Regions from separate parts of the Mus musculus genome. Here all the other regions are linked to region 1. The links are chromatin contacts, called in public ChIA-PET, HiChIP or PLAC-seq and promoter capture Hi-C maps. All regions are on one chromosome and are shown on one strand. The core of a region is the stretch at or near the end of the contact, and the rest is flanking DNA. Distances in the headings are between cores, read along the strand shown. Region 1 holds the start of Trim44 (tripartite motif-containing 44). Region 2 holds the start of Cd44 (CD44 antigen). Region 3 overlaps Ldlrad3 (low density lipoprotein receptor class A domain containing 3). Region 4 overlaps Ldlrad3 (low density lipoprotein receptor class A domain containing 3). Region 5 overlaps Ldlrad3 (low density lipoprotein receptor class A domain containing 3). Region 6 overlaps Ldlrad3 (low density lipoprotein receptor class A domain containing 3).

Region 1 (2,540 bases), core at 17-2,516:
CCGTTTCTTTCTCATGTTTTCCAAGTGGGCTGAGTTACCATAGCAAGAGCCCTAAGTCAAAACACTTATCCTAACAACGGTGATCATGTATAGAAATGGGCCTAAATGGCGTCACAGTTCTCAAGGAATGGCCTATCTGAATTCCAGGGAGAAGTAATTTGCAAACTGTCAGAAACTATACTCAAGATTTTCTGTGTTCTTGTATGTTCACAGATGAGAACTGACAACTTGACAATTTCAACCAAAATGGTAGACTAGGCACGGCTTCCAACATGGCGACTCGTCTTGTTGATACATGAAAATGAATGTGGTCACAGCTAGGCTATCTGAAATCGGGGATCCTGTTCCCCTTAGACATGTCTGAATGCCCGATACTCACTCTCAGTTCTTCGAAGGCTTCGTCCAGCGTGGACAGCTGGTGGCCCCGGTGAGCCCCAATGACTGGACACAGGACACAGATGAGCTGCCTATCTTCCTGACAATAGGTGCTCAAATCCAGCCCATGGTCTGGACACTTCCTCTTGGCCACTCTCTCCGCTTCCATCTCTATTTCGGGGTCAAATTCGCTTTCTGCCTCAGTTTCTCCTTCTGCCTCTGATTCCCCTTCTTGGTTGTCTTCCTCCGCCTCGCTCTCCTGCTCATCCTCCATCTCTTCCTCGCTGTCTTCTTCACTCTCCTCGTCACTCTCATCCTCACTGTCTTCCTCGGTCTCGCTCTCTTCTTCCGACTCACTGTCTACCTCCGTCTCGCTCTCTTCTTCCCCGACCTCGCTCTCTACCTCCCCCTCGGCCTCCCCTTTGGCCTCGCCGTCTTCGGGGAGCGCGTCGTCTCCCCCGCTGGCCGGCGGAGTCCAGGCCTGGGCGCCATGGACGTAGGCAGCCAGGCGGTGGCTGAGGAACTTCTGGCGATGCGCGTCGGCGTGGCGGCGGCAGTAGCAGAAGCCGCAGTCGCGGCACACCTCCTCCGCCCCGGGCGCCTCGTCGGGTTCGCACTCGTCACACGTGCCGTCGGGAGGCAGCTCCTCGCAGGCCGCGCCCACTCCGGAGGCCATGTGGCTGCAGGGACGAGGCCGAGGCCTAGCGGCTGGCGTGCTCTCCGCCTTCAGCGCGGAGCGCCTTCCTCACGCAGGCCCGCTTACCCCCGGGGTCTGGCCGGCCGCCCCGCCTGGGCCGCGCCGCTGCGCTGCGCCGCGCCGCGTCTGCAGCTGCTGAGGCCTGAGGGCCCGGCCAGCCGTCAGCGCTGGGCCTGGCGCCCGCTCGGTCTCTTCGCCGCGCGCCGCGCCCGCGCCCCGTCCCTCGCGCGCCACTTCCGGCGCGGCAGCCTGCGCCCCGTCGGCCCCTGCGCCGCGCAACCCGGCCTCCGTTGCCCGGCAAGATCGCGGCCGCCGCGGGCCCACGCCGCCCCGGTTCCACTTTACCCACGCCGTCAGCGGCCTCCTTTCACTTCCTGAGTCACTTAAAGCGGCAAGGACCCTTTTCTGCGTTTTCCCGCGGGGCTGAGCATCCCCCCCGGAAGGAGAAGCTCGAGCGCAATCTCTCCTCGCAGAGCAGGGCGACGGGCCCCGCCTCTCCCACGCCCTCCCTGGAGGTGTCAACCTGACCGAAAACCACTAGCCTGCGGTCCCTGCGGACTTATGTCACTCTGGAGACACTGTCCCCGCCCCATCACAGCCCCCGGATTTTCAAGGGGCCAAGGCCCCAAGGCTCTTTATCACACCGAACCTGCCCGCCTGGGATTTCCATAAAGCCCCCAAAAGGGCTGTGTGTGTTCTTCTAGGCTACTGAGGTCTCAGTCTGACTGAGCAAACACGCAACATTTTTGATCCAAAGCAATACTGTGCCTTGTGTGTTTGCAAAGTCTATTTGCATCCCGGCCTCCTAGGGGTTCAGAATCTCTGAGTAATAGCTGTGTCAGGTGAAGGGAGGTGAGGGGGATCATAGTTTTGAAGTGAGATGCCAACTCCCAGTCACTAACTGGTCACTCTAGATTCCAAGCCGACACCAAGAGAAAGGAAAGCGGTTGATACACATTAAACAATGTTAAAGTGCCCCAGACCGTGCTAGATCTTCTTGTGGTGTTTTCAAAGCCTGATTTTAGAACTTTATCCACTAGAGTCCCCAAATCCTAAGGCCACCACTTAGGTTTGGTAATCATGGACAAATTACTTCATCTTTCTGTTTTAAAAACCACCCCCCCCCAAAGACAACAACAACAAACAAACAAAAAACACCAAACTCTGTAAAATAGAAATAATAGCAATATCTCCTTCGTGGGGATTTGTGGATTAAATGTAAAGGAGTCTGTACAGAAGTGATCAGTAAGCTTTATTAATTTTAGCATAATTTATAATGCTGACAATGACACTTCAAAGGTCATTTCATACCTTAAACATAAGACATTTTTGGTGGGCTGCTGGTAATGTAGCCATCCCCTTCTCTACCATCTATGGTTGTCTCTCCAGTAACAGAAAAAAAAATGTATTTGAGAGAGAAAGGAGGACATTTTGCTCTAGTGGGGCAGAGGAAAGTGGATTACAGAAT
Region 2 (2,540 bases), core at 17-2,516, 500 kb after region 1:
GTTCATATATAGATAAAGGAGGGGGGACGCTTGAAAATGAGCCATACTGGATATTTGGCCCAAGCTCCTCCTCTCCACAGCCACCAAAGTCACCAACCACATTTAGATGGGATATTAGGGACTGCGCTAAAGTTCACAGGTTACCCTGATACAGGTCCCCTCCTGCTCTGAGGCTGCCAGGCAGCAAATATGAACCCTGTTGCTGTTTGACTTTGCCTAGACTGCAAGCACTGCGCGGCTGGTCGAATTATTGCTCCGGTTATGTGTCCTCCTTGGTCCATGTTGGAACCTTTAGGCCACTCAGAGCCTCACACAAACCAGTTCAAACTCCCACAAGCTAAAATAAAGCCGTTGGTGACCAAAGCTGACTTTAAGAGCCCCGAAAACTAGTCAAAGCTGGGACCCACTGTCTTCAGCTTTTCAAGGCTCCTTTCTGAAAAGCTCATTGCCCAATCTCTGGCCTGTAGCTATGTGCACACCTTGGGGAGTGCTCTACAGGTCTGTTCCAGTGTCTGCCTCTACCTGCCTAGCCACAGTTAGCCAGGCTTGGGGAGCCCTTGAGCACCAGAGCCTGTTAGTCGGGACAGAGGCTGCGGGCATCCAAGAGTACAGTTACTTTTGAGCCATGTGCTCCAGCAAGCATGGGGACCTCGCCCAAAATCTGCGGGCAACTTGCCCAGCAAACTTTCTTCTCCCTTTCTCTTTTCCTTTCACCAAAGCAGCACTTCCCAGGCGTAAACTCTTTCCAATAGCATAGCCCCAAATCCCAGCTTTGCTTTGCTAGCCCAATTCACTACAGTCCCTCCCCAGGGCGATTCAACCCAGAGGCATCCAGCTGGAGTCCTCAGGCGCGGTGGCGGGCCACTCACCGATCTGCTGATGTGGATGTGCCAGGCTCAACTGCAAGAGGCAAAGTCCCCAAGCTGTGTGCCACCAAAACTTGTCCATGGCGTGCTGGATGAAACGGAGGGATCTAGTCGCCTCTGGAAAAGGGTCGTGGGGAGAAGGGCAACGAGGGTGAATGGAACCTGTCACTGGCTGGGGGCTGCTGGGCAATGAGACCGCTTCGGAAGTTGGCTGTGGTTTTTATTCCAGGCTTTGAAAGAGTGAGTGACCTAAGAGGGAGGGAGCGCGCGAAGGACACACCCAAAGCGAGGGGGCTGTGACTAAGCAGCCAACGGAAGTTTAAAGACACACCAGCCTGCTTTCGCTACTGCCCCTGCACTCCTGCCCTGCTCTCTTGGACAGAAGAGAATGGCCGCCCCCCTCCCCCCCCCAGCCCCCGTGCGCCCACGTTCTCCAGGGCCACTCCACAGGCTTCCTACCCTGGCCCAGCCTACCAGCCTATGAGAAGCGCTGCCTGGGACAAGGAGAATGACTGAGTTCTAAGACCTCGCCCCTCTCAGTTAAATCTTCCAGTTTCTCCTTTGCCACTAAACTTGGGAACCTGGCTAGGGAAAGACTGGTTTTCCCAGGAAGCTGAGGAAGCTGGACTTATCTTAGGGAGGAACTGAAGAAAGAAAGAGGCTGAAGGGAGAGAGAGAGAGAGAGAGAGAGAGAGAGAGAGAGAGGGAGAGGGAGAGATCCATCCTAGTGGAGAGTGCTTTCCTGGCCAGGGTGGGGACTGAAAAGTGGGGAACTTGTGGGAGTGTTCTTTCCTCTTTCCCTCTGAGAGAAGTCCAAACCGCTCATCTGATCTTTGATCCGGGGAAAACCCAAGGGTGCTCAACACATTTCATTCATGCTCTCAAAATATCTACCAATTTCTTAAATCCTTCTCGGACTCACAATCCACCCATCCATTCCTCTGTCCACCCATCTTCCTTCTGCAAATGCACTAATCTAGCCATACTACACCTGCCCACCAATTCTTGTATTCGCCCACCTGCACAACTTTTCAATCCTTTTCACACCCCTCCTCAGCTCATATCTGTTCATCATATTTCCTATCCATCCCGACGCACATACATGGTTCCCGTCTCTCATTCTACCCATCCCCATATCCACTCACACATTTAACTGTTCTTTCTTGTTTACATTTTATATTCTCTTTGCTGCAAACTTTAATACATTCAAATTCCCCTTTACATCTTGATACATTTCAAAGAGGGATGCACATTTGCCATAGTCTTCAAGGGAGAAATCTCAAGGCTGAAAATCGGGGAAAATCGTATGTAAAATTGCAATTCCCTATCTTCTCTAATACCCTGCAAGTTGCAATTTGGATATCAAAAGCTCTGTTTATTTTTAATGTGAACTAAATCTGAGTGGACTTCTTGCTGAATGAGAAACACAGAAGGCATGGCCAGGGCAGGACCCGGAATGAATCATGCCAGAATTTCTGAAGGAAAATGATATTTTGGGATTTACTGAAAGAAACTGAGAAAGTGAGAGAAATGTACACAGCCACCTGTCCATCCATTTATTCATCAAGCACGTAATGAGTGCCAGAGGGTTTCAAGAGAAGCAATCCTGGTTTGGTCTAGGCACTAGCTCCCACACAAGCCAGTGGCTGCTGCAGTATAAAATATACTGCAAAC
Region 3 (2,540 bases), core at 12-2,511, 420 kb before region 1:
AATAAGGTGGAAGTGTCATGGAAGCTTTTGAAGAAAGTGGGTCTTATTCCACGCCAGTTCTTAAGTGATACTTTAAAGAGGACTTTGGGGGAGGGGACTATGACAGTAAGCAGCAGGCAGAGGCAGCAGCGACTTACGTGGAAGAGAAAAGAAGGTTCCTGCTTGGACACAGTAGATAGAGAAAAGGCAAGAGGTAGTGGTACCGGGTCTTAAATAACAGGCTGTAGAATTTAGTCTTATAACCCCAGAGCGTTCCCCAGCAGGGATGGGCAGGGATAAAAGCAATATTTGGGAGTAAAACTCTCTGATGGCTGAATGTGACATGAGTTCTAGCAGAAAGAGAGTGGCCAGGCAAGAAGGAAGTGGACCCCAAAGGAGACACAGGGTATGGAGGTTTTAAAGCAAGGAAGTAACAATTTTCTGCCCAACCCAGTTGCCACTGGGCGCAGATGCTGGGATCAGAAACACATGCACATCAGCTCACAGGATGTTCACCACAACCCCAGGGATGCAGCCTCACCCCATTTTAAAGAAGAAAGAACAGAGGCTTGCTAAGTATCAAGTTGGGCCTATGAATGCAGTTTGGTCTGGTTGCACAGTCAATGCTCAGAGGCACCAGACAGAGATCGTAGTGGGAGCTCTGCAGTCTTGGTAGCTGGCCACAAGCCTGAGACCTCATCTAGGAAAGGGGGCGCTGCTAATCCACCACAGGGTGCCAGGCAGCTGGTTTAGGAAACACAGTCTGCATTTGCAGCTTGGAGAGGACTGTGTTGCCACCCACACCCCTGGATTGAATCCCAGCCGTCTGAGAGAGCAGGAGAAAAGAGAATCGATCCTATCTGGCTCCTCAGATAGGCACCATGTGGCTTTGCTTTGAAGACCTGGGTTACATTATAGCTTAGCCCACAAAGGGCCCTTGTGATGCCTGCATGTGACCCGGACCCATTGGGATGGCACCTCTGCCGCCTCCTCAGCTTTGTGGTTGACCAAAATGTTCAGAATAAGATTTTTCAATAAATGGCTCATTCTGCAGTTACTCTGCAGAGAAAAAAAAAGTCAGGTCACAGGCTTCTGAAATGTCACCCCTGCATCTGTCCTTCCACTGCTGCAGAGGCTCCAAAGCCGAGAGCTGGGTGCAGAGAGGTTCGGCGCGCCCAGACCATCTGTTGCATGGCTGAGAATACTTGAAAGAGCCGTTTCTCGCACAGCTCAGTGTGCGCGTGGCCTCAGCCTGTGGCCCTGGCTCTCACCAGCGCATTTTTGGGATTCTTTTTTTTTTTTTTTTTAAACAAGTCACATGTGTGCACAATTTAAAGAGACTAAGAGCTGTGTGGAGCTTGATGAAAGTTAACAACATTCTCTGACTCTCTCTAGAAGCAAACATTTCCCCCAATTTTAGTGAGATGGATCTTAGGCTGTCTCTAAGTACTTAGCTTATATTGCTTCTCTTTGATTCACCCTTGTTAGGAATTACCCACTGTCTCCCCACTGTGGAAGATGAGGATTTAGCTGACACTCATCACCATCCCTGCCCTCGGCATGCGCATGCTCCTTAAGTTCCTGGTTACATATACTCTTGATACCCATTGCTTTTGTTATCTCTGGCAAGGAGGCATTATGAGTGACTCATAGTCTAGTAGTATAGCTTCAAGACTTTACTTCTGGGAGAACATTTTTTTTTAGTATCCTATGTATCTCTCATGAATCCAGAGGCAACCTCGCCTCCAGCTTTGTCAGCCTCCTCTGCTGTGTACTTTAAGCCGTTACGTGTCAATCAAGTGAAATTCCCAGGAAAAGTTGTACCTACATTAGACACCGCAGGACTGACTGTTTACAATTTCAATGATCATGGAGATTTGGAATGTTCTAGGCACAAAGTCAAAGTATACTGGGTATGTTTAGCTCACCTAGAGAGCCATGTATTGCCTACCTCTGTGTGTGACTAAGATCCTTGTGACTATTGCATAAATCCATTTGGAATTTATGAACAGACCCCAGTCTTCCAAAAGCCCAAAGCTAAATTGCGATTAGCCCGGCTTGCTGTCTAACTGCCTCCTTGATGGTCCACCGGTGTATTTAAAGGATATCCAGAGAGCTGGAGAGACTACTCAGTGGGAAATGCACTGGCAGCTAGTCTAGAGCAGTGGCTTTTAACCTGTGTGGGTCGTGACCCCTCTGGAGTAGTAGAAGGACCCTTATGAAGAGGTAGCCTAAGACCAAGGGAAAACACAGATAATTACATTTATGTTCCATAATAGTAGCAAAATTACACTAATAAATTAGCAACAACATAATTTTATGGTTGTGGGTCATCACAGCATAAGGAACCCTATTAAAGGGTCACAGCGTTTAGAAAGATTAGGAAGCACTGTTCTAGAGGACTATGGCTCAACTCCCAGCACCCACATGGTGGCTCAGGAATTCCATGACTCTAAAGATCTGATGCCCTCTTCTAGCCTTCAGAGGTACCATGTGCACGCACACATGTAAAATACCTAAATGTGTAAAAAAGTTGTTCTGAGTTACGATTACTGCCAAAC
Region 4 (2,540 bases), core at 23-2,522, 400 kb before region 1:
TTCTGTAAGCCAGTGAAGCAAGACCAGGGCAAGGGCACGGAGGTGAGCAGCCACTGCTGACCCAACAAACAGAAATTTCTGTGGTGTGGAGTCCACATGTCTTGTCCAGTACTCCAAGCCTTCCCCTCTTAGCTGTCGGTCATCTTAATATACTGCACTTATACTGCAAACACCATCCCTTGCCAACCCAGCCACCAAGTATCAAGCATTTCTGAACAAATGCTGTGGATTCAGTTCTCTCCTTCTCCCTTATTCGGATCCTGGGGATTGAGCTGAAGTTGGCAGGCTGCAGAGCAAGCGCTTTTGCTTGCTGAACTAGCTCCTCTTATCTATCTTTCATTTTCTTTTCTAAAGGAAAAAAAAAACCCTACTTGAAGCCCAATCCCCATCGCTGTACACACACCACTCTTTAGGAAGCCACCATCAGTGCATGAGGAAGTGGTCAAGTGGGCACGTCAGTACATGGATAGGAAAGGAAGAAACTGGACGGAAATGAGACTTAAAAGGTGCCCACCTACAACTTGGTATCTCGGATCCGCATCTCCCCAAACCCACTTATCCACACTGTGTATGTTACTTACCCTGCCACACATCATAGGTAGGGAAGTCAGGGCAAGCACTTTGATATGGATCCCAGAAACGAATCCCCACCCCGCAGGGATATGAGCTGCTCTTGTGCTGGCGATCAGGAGGCTGGGTCAGCTGAGCAGTCGGAATGACAAAGAAGGGGGGGATGTTTAATTGAGGGAAGGGAATAGATTATTTTCATGCTCCATCTCCATCCACGCAATCCATCTACCAATTACAAGCAAGTTCTTATCCAGACATTAAAGCAGGCAACTGCCCGTGCTGGCATCCAACCAAAACTGCTTATCTTGAGGCTTCCATCATCCCAGACCCCTTTCCTGATCCCAGATCACTGGCTTCCTGCCTAATGCAGCTGCACTGCTTTTTCTGCCCCTGGATTTAGCTCCTGGAATTTTCCCCTGATACCAAACACCCTTGCAGACAGACACACAAAGCCAGGCAGTGAGCTGGTCTTTGTTTCATCTGTCTGAGGAGGAAGAAGCTGTTTGGCCTCTCAAGTCTGTCTATATCTGTCCTGCTAAATATCACAACCGCTGAGGCTGGTGGATAGGATCCAGTTCTAAGGACAAGGCTGTCTCAGAATTTGAAATATTCCAGGAAGGAAGACTTGTGAGAAGGGGCTGGGGAACTGCTGCAAAACTCACCAATGCATTCTTAACACCGAGACTCCATGCCAACCTGAATTTCCATTGCAAATCAAGCATTCACCGGGCCCCACCATTAGTTAAGCTCAGCGCCCTGGCTAATTAAGTCAGTCTCCGGTGGGGAAGGATAGATTTAAGGGCCATCATCAGCTCCTGTCTGAGATGCTCACAGCTGAGACTTCATTCTTCATGCAATGCGGAGCAAATCAAAGCTAATGCCAGAGCATGGCCACAGCTGACTGGGCCTCTCTCAGTGATGTGCACCCAAGCCCCAAGATGTCACCGGCTCACATGTCATTTGTCTGCATTAACATTCTGTCTGGGTTCTTGCTTCACACTCAACAAGTCTACTGCAAGCTGTAAATAAGGAGACGAAGGACAGGGACATATGCCAAGAAAGCTCACACATGGCTCACAGGGCGACAAAACCCATATTAATAATGTGATCTGAAGAGACTCGAGGAACGCTGGGGCTGCTGTCACTTCTCCTTAGATGAAGAATCCCACCAGTGGGGGTGATTGATATTCTAATTCTTCAAACTGCATCTTTCTAAAAATGTAGATTAAACTTTCCCAAATAGCTTGGATGCTCTCTCAACTCTCCTCCAGCGTCCTGTCCCTCCCCATGGGGATTAAAAATATCATGCCAGGATTTATATTTGGTTCAAATTTGCTTAGCACACCAAGGCTAAATACAGCTTATGCACCACTCATGCTTCCAAAATCACTTACTTGGAAACGTATGAAACAGTAATGGAATGATTTATAGTTTTCTCTTAGCTCTTTCATTGCTGATTTACGGAGATCTCTCCAGGGGTGATTATTTTTGGATATTTCAAAATCTGTAGACTGCCGAACTCTTGATAGATGTTAATGTATTTCCAGAGAGCCTATGTTAACTGACACGTTTCATTCATTTAAACATTTAATGAGCACCTATGATGCATTACATATAGTGGGTTATACAAAGCTGGTTGGAGTATAGGCTTGTGTCCTCGGATAACCTACACTTGCCCCTGTTACTCTACTTAGGGGCTGCATTGCCACAGTGACTATACTTACTGGCAAAACAAAATTTCCCCGGTGTGAAGCCCTGGATGGACACATCTTCTATGGTATCCACCTTACCTCTTCAACTAGAGGAGCTGGTTAAGTCCTGGCATGAAAATGGAGTTGTTCCTTGGAACTGTCAAACTGCATCCATCCGTCCATCCATCCATCCATCCATCCATCTATCCACCCACTAATATATTTATGTATCATCATTTGTCATCCATCTATTCATCCATCCATCATCTGTCATCTATC
Region 5 (2,540 bases), core at 29-2,528, 370 kb before region 1:
CCTCCTTTCACAGCCTCCAACTGCCTCACTGTGACGGAAATATGGCAGAACTCTGTGCCTCAGCTGCTGTCCTGGCAAAGTGCCCAACCTCAGCTTACACCCACCTGCAGGGGGTGGCAGAGCTTATAGAACTTGGGATGGGAACTGAGAAAAGGGAATTATCTACAGGCTCTAAGCCCAGAAAGCCCCGTGGACCTGTGGCAAGCCTGGCTGGATGTAGGCTCATGTCCGCAGGATGGCTGGAGACCCTTCCTGGCTGGGTTGGCTCATGTCTGCAGCACGGTTGGGGACCCTTCCTGGCTCCTTGTTATTTTCATTCTGGCCTGAGACACAGGATGCTGGATGTGAAGATGAAGGCTGTATTGACAGGAAATTCCAGACCTCATACCTCTGGCCTTCTTAGAAGCAGCGAGACACCAGCTCCTGTTCATAGTAGCCTTAGCCACCACCCCTGCAAGTCAGACTCCCTGGCTTTGACATAGTCAAGAGGGACAGGCGAATAGAAGGCCTCCAGAATTGTACAGTGCACCTTTGAACTTAACCTCTCCCCCATGGTGACCAGGGCATCTGAAGACAGGGCTCCCTCCCCCATCCTTCCCTCTCTCTCCCTCCAAAGCAGACTGCTAGGTCTTATCACCTCTCCTGTGCGAAATCTCAAATCTGCCTGTTTTGCTCCACAGGACTTGGCATTTGCCCTCCGTGTCCTTCATTTGGTTATAAAAGTGGAGGCCCAGCATGGTCTCTCAGGGCCAACCTTGGCCTCTGCCTACTACTGCCCATCACACCTGAAGCTGCTCTTTGTGTAAGTCTGACCACACGTGTCTGCTATGTGTTGCTGCTGCTGCTCTTAGGATGTAATGATTTCTGTGACATCACAACCCCCCAGGCCCTAGCCGAGCATCTGTGCACGGTGACTTAGGAATCTGCATTTGTCAAGCACCTGGCACAGAGCAAGGCCGAGCAAGGCAGTGCTAACTGTGTAAGATGGACCAGTGTTCTCGGGGGAGGCAGAGGAGGCTGCACTTACAGGGCTGAGCCCTATGGGGTGGGTGTTGATACAAGTGCTGATTAACTGTTTGCCTAGATACTGTATCACAAACAAACAGGAAATTAATTCTCCATCTTTCAATTCCCTTTCTGAGTTTAATTGCAAGCCATATAATTGGTCTCAATTTCCTTTAAATAAAAAGCCTTCTGCTATCAATATGTAACAGCAAGGAACTCCAGCTCTCTGCTACCTCGGATACTTCTCCTTCCTCCAACACATGGGGAAACAGCTGGACACATTCTGATATATTTTTGAAGGGCACTAAAACACCCCACCCAGACCTTCGAGGTAGCAAAAGCAAGGCAAGTGTGTGCTTTAGACACCTGCAGGCAGATGTAAAATGTAAGCGTGACAGGCAAGTGCGTCCAAGCATGGGCTTTGGAATGAGCGTGAATGTGTGACAAGCTGTGTGATCTTGGGCAGGGTGTGACCCTTCTGAACCTAAGCACCCCAATGTGTAAAGAGAAGGCAAGTTATATGGACGGCTATGAGTCAGACAAGGCGCAAGTGGGCGACCTAATTAAGAAGCCAGCGTGGTGACTCAGATGTGGTTAGAAGTCGAGGCACCGTCACCAATTTATTATCTCAATGCTGCTGTTGCTACTGCTACTTCTGATGTGAGGCCATAGAGCACGTCCGAAGCCTAAGCATCTCCAGGCAAACGGGGACGTGGCCTGAGTTTATGGCATAATAAGGCATCTAAGGCATCTGGCCTTATGCTTTTTCTTTTCTTTCTTTTTTTTTTTTTTTTTTTTTTTGGTTTTTTGAAACAGGGTTTCTCTGTATAGCCCTGGCTGGCTGTCCTGAAACTCACTTTGTAGACCAAGCTGGTCTTGAACTCAGAAATCGGCCTGTCTCTGCCTCCCAAGTGCTGGGATTAAAGGCACGAGCCACCACCGCCTGGCCCTGGCCTTATTCTTGAATTCAAGATTGTTGTTAAGCTTTTTATTCTCATAATAACTGAGGCTAGTTCACTTTTCTCTTACATATGGGGAAACGAAGGCACAGAGAGAGATATGAAAGGAACTCTCCCAGGATTAGACAGCATGTACTGTATAAATCCAAACATATCAGTGCAAAATCTCCTCCTCCCAAGTGCTACTTTATTTTCTGTGATTTTCAGAATAAATTATTCACAGCTGACCGTCTTTCAAACCTCCGCTCAGCCATCCCAGATCCATAGGCAAGCTTGCAGTCTTGTTAATGTTTAATGAATACAAATAAATCATAAAATAAAGATATTCCTTAAGACCTATATATTTAGCTCCTAATGGCTGTTTGTGTCTTCTTTGTTCAGATCAGGATGAGAAACATTCAGGAATCTAGCCTTTACTCATTTTTGGGTTTTTCTGAGATAGGGTATCATGTAACCATGCCAACCTTGAACTCCCTATGTGGCCAAGAAAGACCTTGAACTTCTGACGCTCTTGCCTCCATCTCCTGGGTGCTGGCTTCACAGACGTGGGCCTGGTTTATGGCAGCTGCTGAACAA
Region 6 (2,540 bases), core at 20-2,519, 350 kb before region 1:
CTCAAAGATGGACCTGCAGATGTAAGATGAAATAAACCCTTTCTTCCTTTGCGTTGTGCTTATCACAGGAGCAGAAGAGAACTAGAGGAGGCCTAGAGAGGGCTAAGAAACAAGTGCAAGGTCCCAGGGGTCTGAAAGGGGGTGGGTGACTTTATACAGAGCCACTTGGGACTGAGCTAAGAAGCCTGGAGCTAAGGGGAGCACGGATATAGAAAACGAGACCCTTGAAATACAAGATGAGAGGCGTCCCTCAAGCTCAGCATAGTCTACCACCCCCACACAGAGGCAAGACCAGTGCTCTCCCCAGAGAGCTTTTCTCAGCAGCCCCAGGACCTCCCGTCTCCTCAGGGTCATGTCACTTGGCCTGTCTGATGACTCTCCAGACCTTCACATTTCTGTCACCACATCTGGTGTCCCACAGAAGGTGTGGCTATGCTTTAATTAGGGGTCATTTCTTGGGGGCTGAAGAAGTTGGTTGGGTAGGACTTATGGTAATGGTATATCAGTTTGTTATGGTAAGGCCGACTTGTGGGGTGGGGTGTTCATCAGTAAAAATCTATTGTCTCACAATGTGGGAGACCATAAGTCCAAGATTAAGGTGCTGGCCGAGGGCTTTCCTCTGAGGGCTGTGAGGACAGTCGGTTCCACATCCCTCCCTGGCCATCTGTGGTTTCTTGGCCATCTGTGCTGCAGGCATCCTCCTCTTCTGTTTTTATGTCATACAATGTTCTCCCTGAGTGTGTGTTTCTGAGACCCCAAATCCCACTACAATAAAGACACGGTCACATCAGCGGCCCACCCTATCCTAATGGGACCTCTTCCTACTAATTATATCGTCAAGGACCCTGCTCTTAAATATGGACATGTTCTGTGGACCTGGAGGCAGGGTCCAGATTGTGAGAAATGAATTTTGAGGAGAAAAAAATGTAACTCAAAAAGAGAGCAAGATCCTAGTATGTAATTTCTAAGTTCCAACTCTCTCTGTCCCTCCCTGACACGCACACAGGCTCGTGCGCGCGCGCGCGCGCGCACACACACACACACACACACACACACACACACACACACACACACACACACAGACCTGCAAAAGAAACAGCACAAAGCATCATTTCTGGCTCTGGTAAGGTGCCAAAGCTCTCACAGCCTGCCATTCTCCTGAAGTCTTATCGCCAGAGCACAGCAAGGAAAGGAAGCTGCTCTGGCAGGCGCAACACTGCCAACCAACTCCCTGCTAGGGTGACTCACTGGCAGAACACACTTCGAAAATGCTCGAGGGGTGGAGAGCCAGCTCATCAGTGTGGTACTATCCTTGAGGAAGCATACATGTGAGAGCCAAGAGGAGGACCGTGCCCTTCCCCTGGATCACAGTTCCCCCTTCCATTTAGCTCTCTGCAGCTCGGGCTAGACTGCTTCCTGGAGTTCCAGAGTACCAGAGGGCAGAGGCGGACAGGGTGGTGTGGGCAGGGTCAGGAGAAGGAGCACTGCCTCAACTCAAGTTCACACCTTAGCTCCCTACTCACTTGCAGTATGCACTTGGTCTAAGTAGTCTTTAGTTCTTCATCGAGAAAGTGGGCCAGAAGAGCACAAGGTCCTGGGGTGAAGGGGGAGGGGTTAGAACAGAGCAGAACCACGTGAATGGGACAAAGGTCCCTGACACCAAGCTTGAACCCCAGAATGTTCTCTCCCTATAAAGTCCTTATGGTCCCTCCCAAAGCCCTGACTGGTCACCATGACCTGGGACTAGAATACGAAACCACTGGAGCCTCCTTGAGAGGAGGCTCTCCCTCCAGCCTCACCTGAGGCCGCTGGTGGGCCTCAATTCCTTCCTGGCTTTACGTCAGAGTCCTTCCTCGGCTCCCTGTCCCAGCAGTCTCTGCAACACTGCAACTCACAACATGGAAAGTGGCTTTTGTCAGAGCAAGCAACACAGAGTGAGAGGGAAGGGCTATCTATTCATGGCCTGTTCCTAGAAATGACACCCAACCTGTTTGCTGAATTTCTTTTGCTTAAAACCAGGTCATAATTTGTACATATGTTCTCACACAGCAGTATTCACAATAGTCAAAGGGGGGAGGGGCCAAACGTGTTTGCTGACAGAGAAATCAAACGTGATATATCAACAATAAAATGGAATATTATTCAGTCTTTCACAGGAAGGAAATTGCCTACATGTTATAAAATAGATGAACTTGATGACATGCTAAGTTGAACTAAGCATCTTACAATAAAGTCACGATATTTGATTCTCCTCTACAAGTCCCCAAAACCTCCAAAGCAACCAAGATAGAAAGTGGAAAAGCAGTTACCAGGGTTATGGGGTGGAGCAGAGAGGGAACACTTTTTTTCTTTGTTTCTTAAGTGCATTCAGAATTTCAAGATGTGAAAGTTCTAGCAATTGGCTGCATAATGGAAAGAGTAATTTCTGCCACTGAACTTTAAAAAGTACTTTCAAAAGTTAAGATAGTCAATTTTATGCATTTTTCTAGACAGGAGGGAGGGAGGGACTAGTCAAACCATCCAGATCACAGACAAAGAGG

What was found. Promoter capture Hi-C pulls out the DNA fragments that hold promoters and counts their contacts. ChIA-PET counts read pairs in DNA pulled down with a chosen protein or histone mark. HiChIP or PLAC-seq counts read pairs in DNA pulled down with a chosen protein or histone mark.
Region 2: an RNA polymerase II ChIA-PET map of memory CD8 T cells shows a contact between it and region 1, with 12 read pairs. The contact joins the promoter of Cd44 here to the promoter of Trim44 in region 1. A contact is called at or near these places in 2 of 115 datasets of contacts at active chromatin or transcription factors (memory CD8 T cells and pancreatic cancer cells).
Region 3: a contact with region 1 is called in a promoter capture Hi-C map of hippocampal neurons, with 3 times the contacts expected there. The contact joins the enhancer-like site here to the promoter of Trim44 in region 1. A contact is called at or near these places in 7 of 39 promoter capture datasets (3T3-L1-derived adipocytes, the HPC-7 cell line, cranial neural crest and 4 more), 3 of 484 Hi-C or Micro-C datasets (CD4 T cells, CD8 T cells and cerebral cortex), 8 of 115 datasets of contacts at active chromatin or transcription factors (astrocytes, cardiomyocytes, embryonic basal ganglia and 5 more) and 2 of 9 other capture datasets (liver and pancreatic islet).
Region 4: a contact with region 1 is called in an H3K4me3 HiChIP or PLAC-seq map of embryonic midbrain, with 4 times the contacts expected there. The contact joins the enhancer-like site here to the promoter of Trim44 in region 1. A contact is called at or near these places in 6 of 39 promoter capture datasets (3T3-L1-derived adipocytes, cranial neural crest, hippocampal neurons and 3 more), 1 of 484 Hi-C or Micro-C datasets (CD4 T cells), 7 of 115 datasets of contacts at active chromatin or transcription factors (astrocytes, bone marrow-derived macrophages, embryonic basal ganglia and 4 more) and 3 of 9 other capture datasets (adipose tissue, liver and pancreatic islet).
Region 5: an HNF4G HiChIP or PLAC-seq map of pancreatic cancer cells shows a contact between it and region 1. The contact joins the enhancer-like site here to the promoter of Trim44 in region 1. A contact is called at or near these places in 10 of 39 promoter capture datasets (the 3T3-L1 cell line, the C10 cell line, the HPC-7 cell line and 4 more), 1 of 15 datasets of contacts at CTCF or cohesin (pro-B cells), 10 of 484 Hi-C or Micro-C datasets (the C10 cell line, CD8 T cells, the G1E-ER4 cell line and 7 more) and 12 of 115 datasets of contacts at active chromatin or transcription factors (bone marrow-derived macrophages, double positive thymocytes, embryonic basal ganglia and 8 more).
Region 6: a contact with region 1 is called in an HNF4G HiChIP or PLAC-seq map of pancreatic cancer cells. The contact joins the enhancer-like site here to the promoter of Trim44 in region 1. A contact is called at or near these places in 10 of 39 promoter capture datasets (the 3T3-L1 cell line, 3T3-L1-derived adipocytes, the C10 cell line and 5 more), 3 of 484 Hi-C or Micro-C datasets (the C10 cell line, CD8 T cells and pre-B cells), 9 of 115 datasets of contacts at active chromatin or transcription factors (bone marrow-derived macrophages, double positive thymocytes, embryonic basal ganglia and 6 more) and 1 of 9 other capture datasets (embryonic stem cells).

What each region holds. Positions count from the first base shown.
Region 1 is chr2:102,399,634-102,402,173 of GRCm38.p6, forward strand. It overlaps Trim44 (tripartite motif-containing 44), which reads right to left and starts at 1,267. Exons shown (of 5, transcript NM_020267.2): 1 at 380-1,267. The coding sequence starts at 1,051.
Region 2 is chr2:102,900,399-102,902,938 of GRCm38.p6, forward strand. It overlaps Cd44 (CD44 antigen), which reads right to left and starts at 1,267. Exons shown (of 9, transcript NM_001039151.1): 1 at 870-1,267. The coding sequence starts at 948.
Region 3 is chr2:101,982,455-101,984,994 of GRCm38.p6, forward strand. All of the region lies in intron 4 of Ldlrad3 (low density lipoprotein receptor class A domain containing 3), which reads right to left. Among named protein-coding and RNA genes, the nearest start is that of Gm39888, 8.2 kb to the right of the region's middle. Within about 2 kb of position 1,262, at least 105 of the 459 cell types and tissues checked have an H3K27ac peak or open chromatin away from gene starts, as enhancers often do. A contact at or near this core is called in 3T3-L1-derived adipocytes, astrocytes, cerebral cortex and 3 more, where this site is marked.
Region 4 is chr2:102,002,184-102,004,723 of GRCm38.p6, forward strand. All of the region lies in intron 4 of Ldlrad3 (low density lipoprotein receptor class A domain containing 3), which reads right to left. All of the region lies in intron 1 of Gm39888 (a long non-coding RNA gene), which reads left to right. Among named protein-coding and RNA genes, the nearest start is that of Gm39888, 12 kb to the left of the region's middle. Within about 2 kb of position 1,273, at least 77 of the 459 cell types and tissues checked have an H3K27ac peak or open chromatin away from gene starts, as enhancers often do. A contact at or near this core is called in astrocytes, embryonic basal ganglia and forebrain, where this site is marked.
Region 5 is chr2:102,033,098-102,035,637 of GRCm38.p6, forward strand. All of the region lies in intron 4 of Ldlrad3 (low density lipoprotein receptor class A domain containing 3), which reads right to left. Among named protein-coding and RNA genes, the nearest start is that of Gm39888, 42 kb to the left of the region's middle. Within about 2 kb of position 1,279, at least 72 of the 459 cell types and tissues checked have an H3K27ac peak or open chromatin away from gene starts, as enhancers often do. A contact at or near this core is called in CD8 T cells, the G1E-ER4 cell line, the HPC-7 cell line and 6 more, where this site is marked.
Region 6 is chr2:102,051,867-102,054,406 of GRCm38.p6, forward strand. All of the region lies in intron 4 of Ldlrad3 (low density lipoprotein receptor class A domain containing 3), which reads right to left. Among named protein-coding and RNA genes, the nearest start is that of Gm39888, 61 kb to the left of the region's middle. Within about 2 kb of position 1,270, at least 94 of the 459 cell types and tissues checked have an H3K27ac peak or open chromatin away from gene starts, as enhancers often do. A contact at or near this core is called in bone marrow-derived macrophages, double positive thymocytes, forebrain and 2 more, where this site is marked.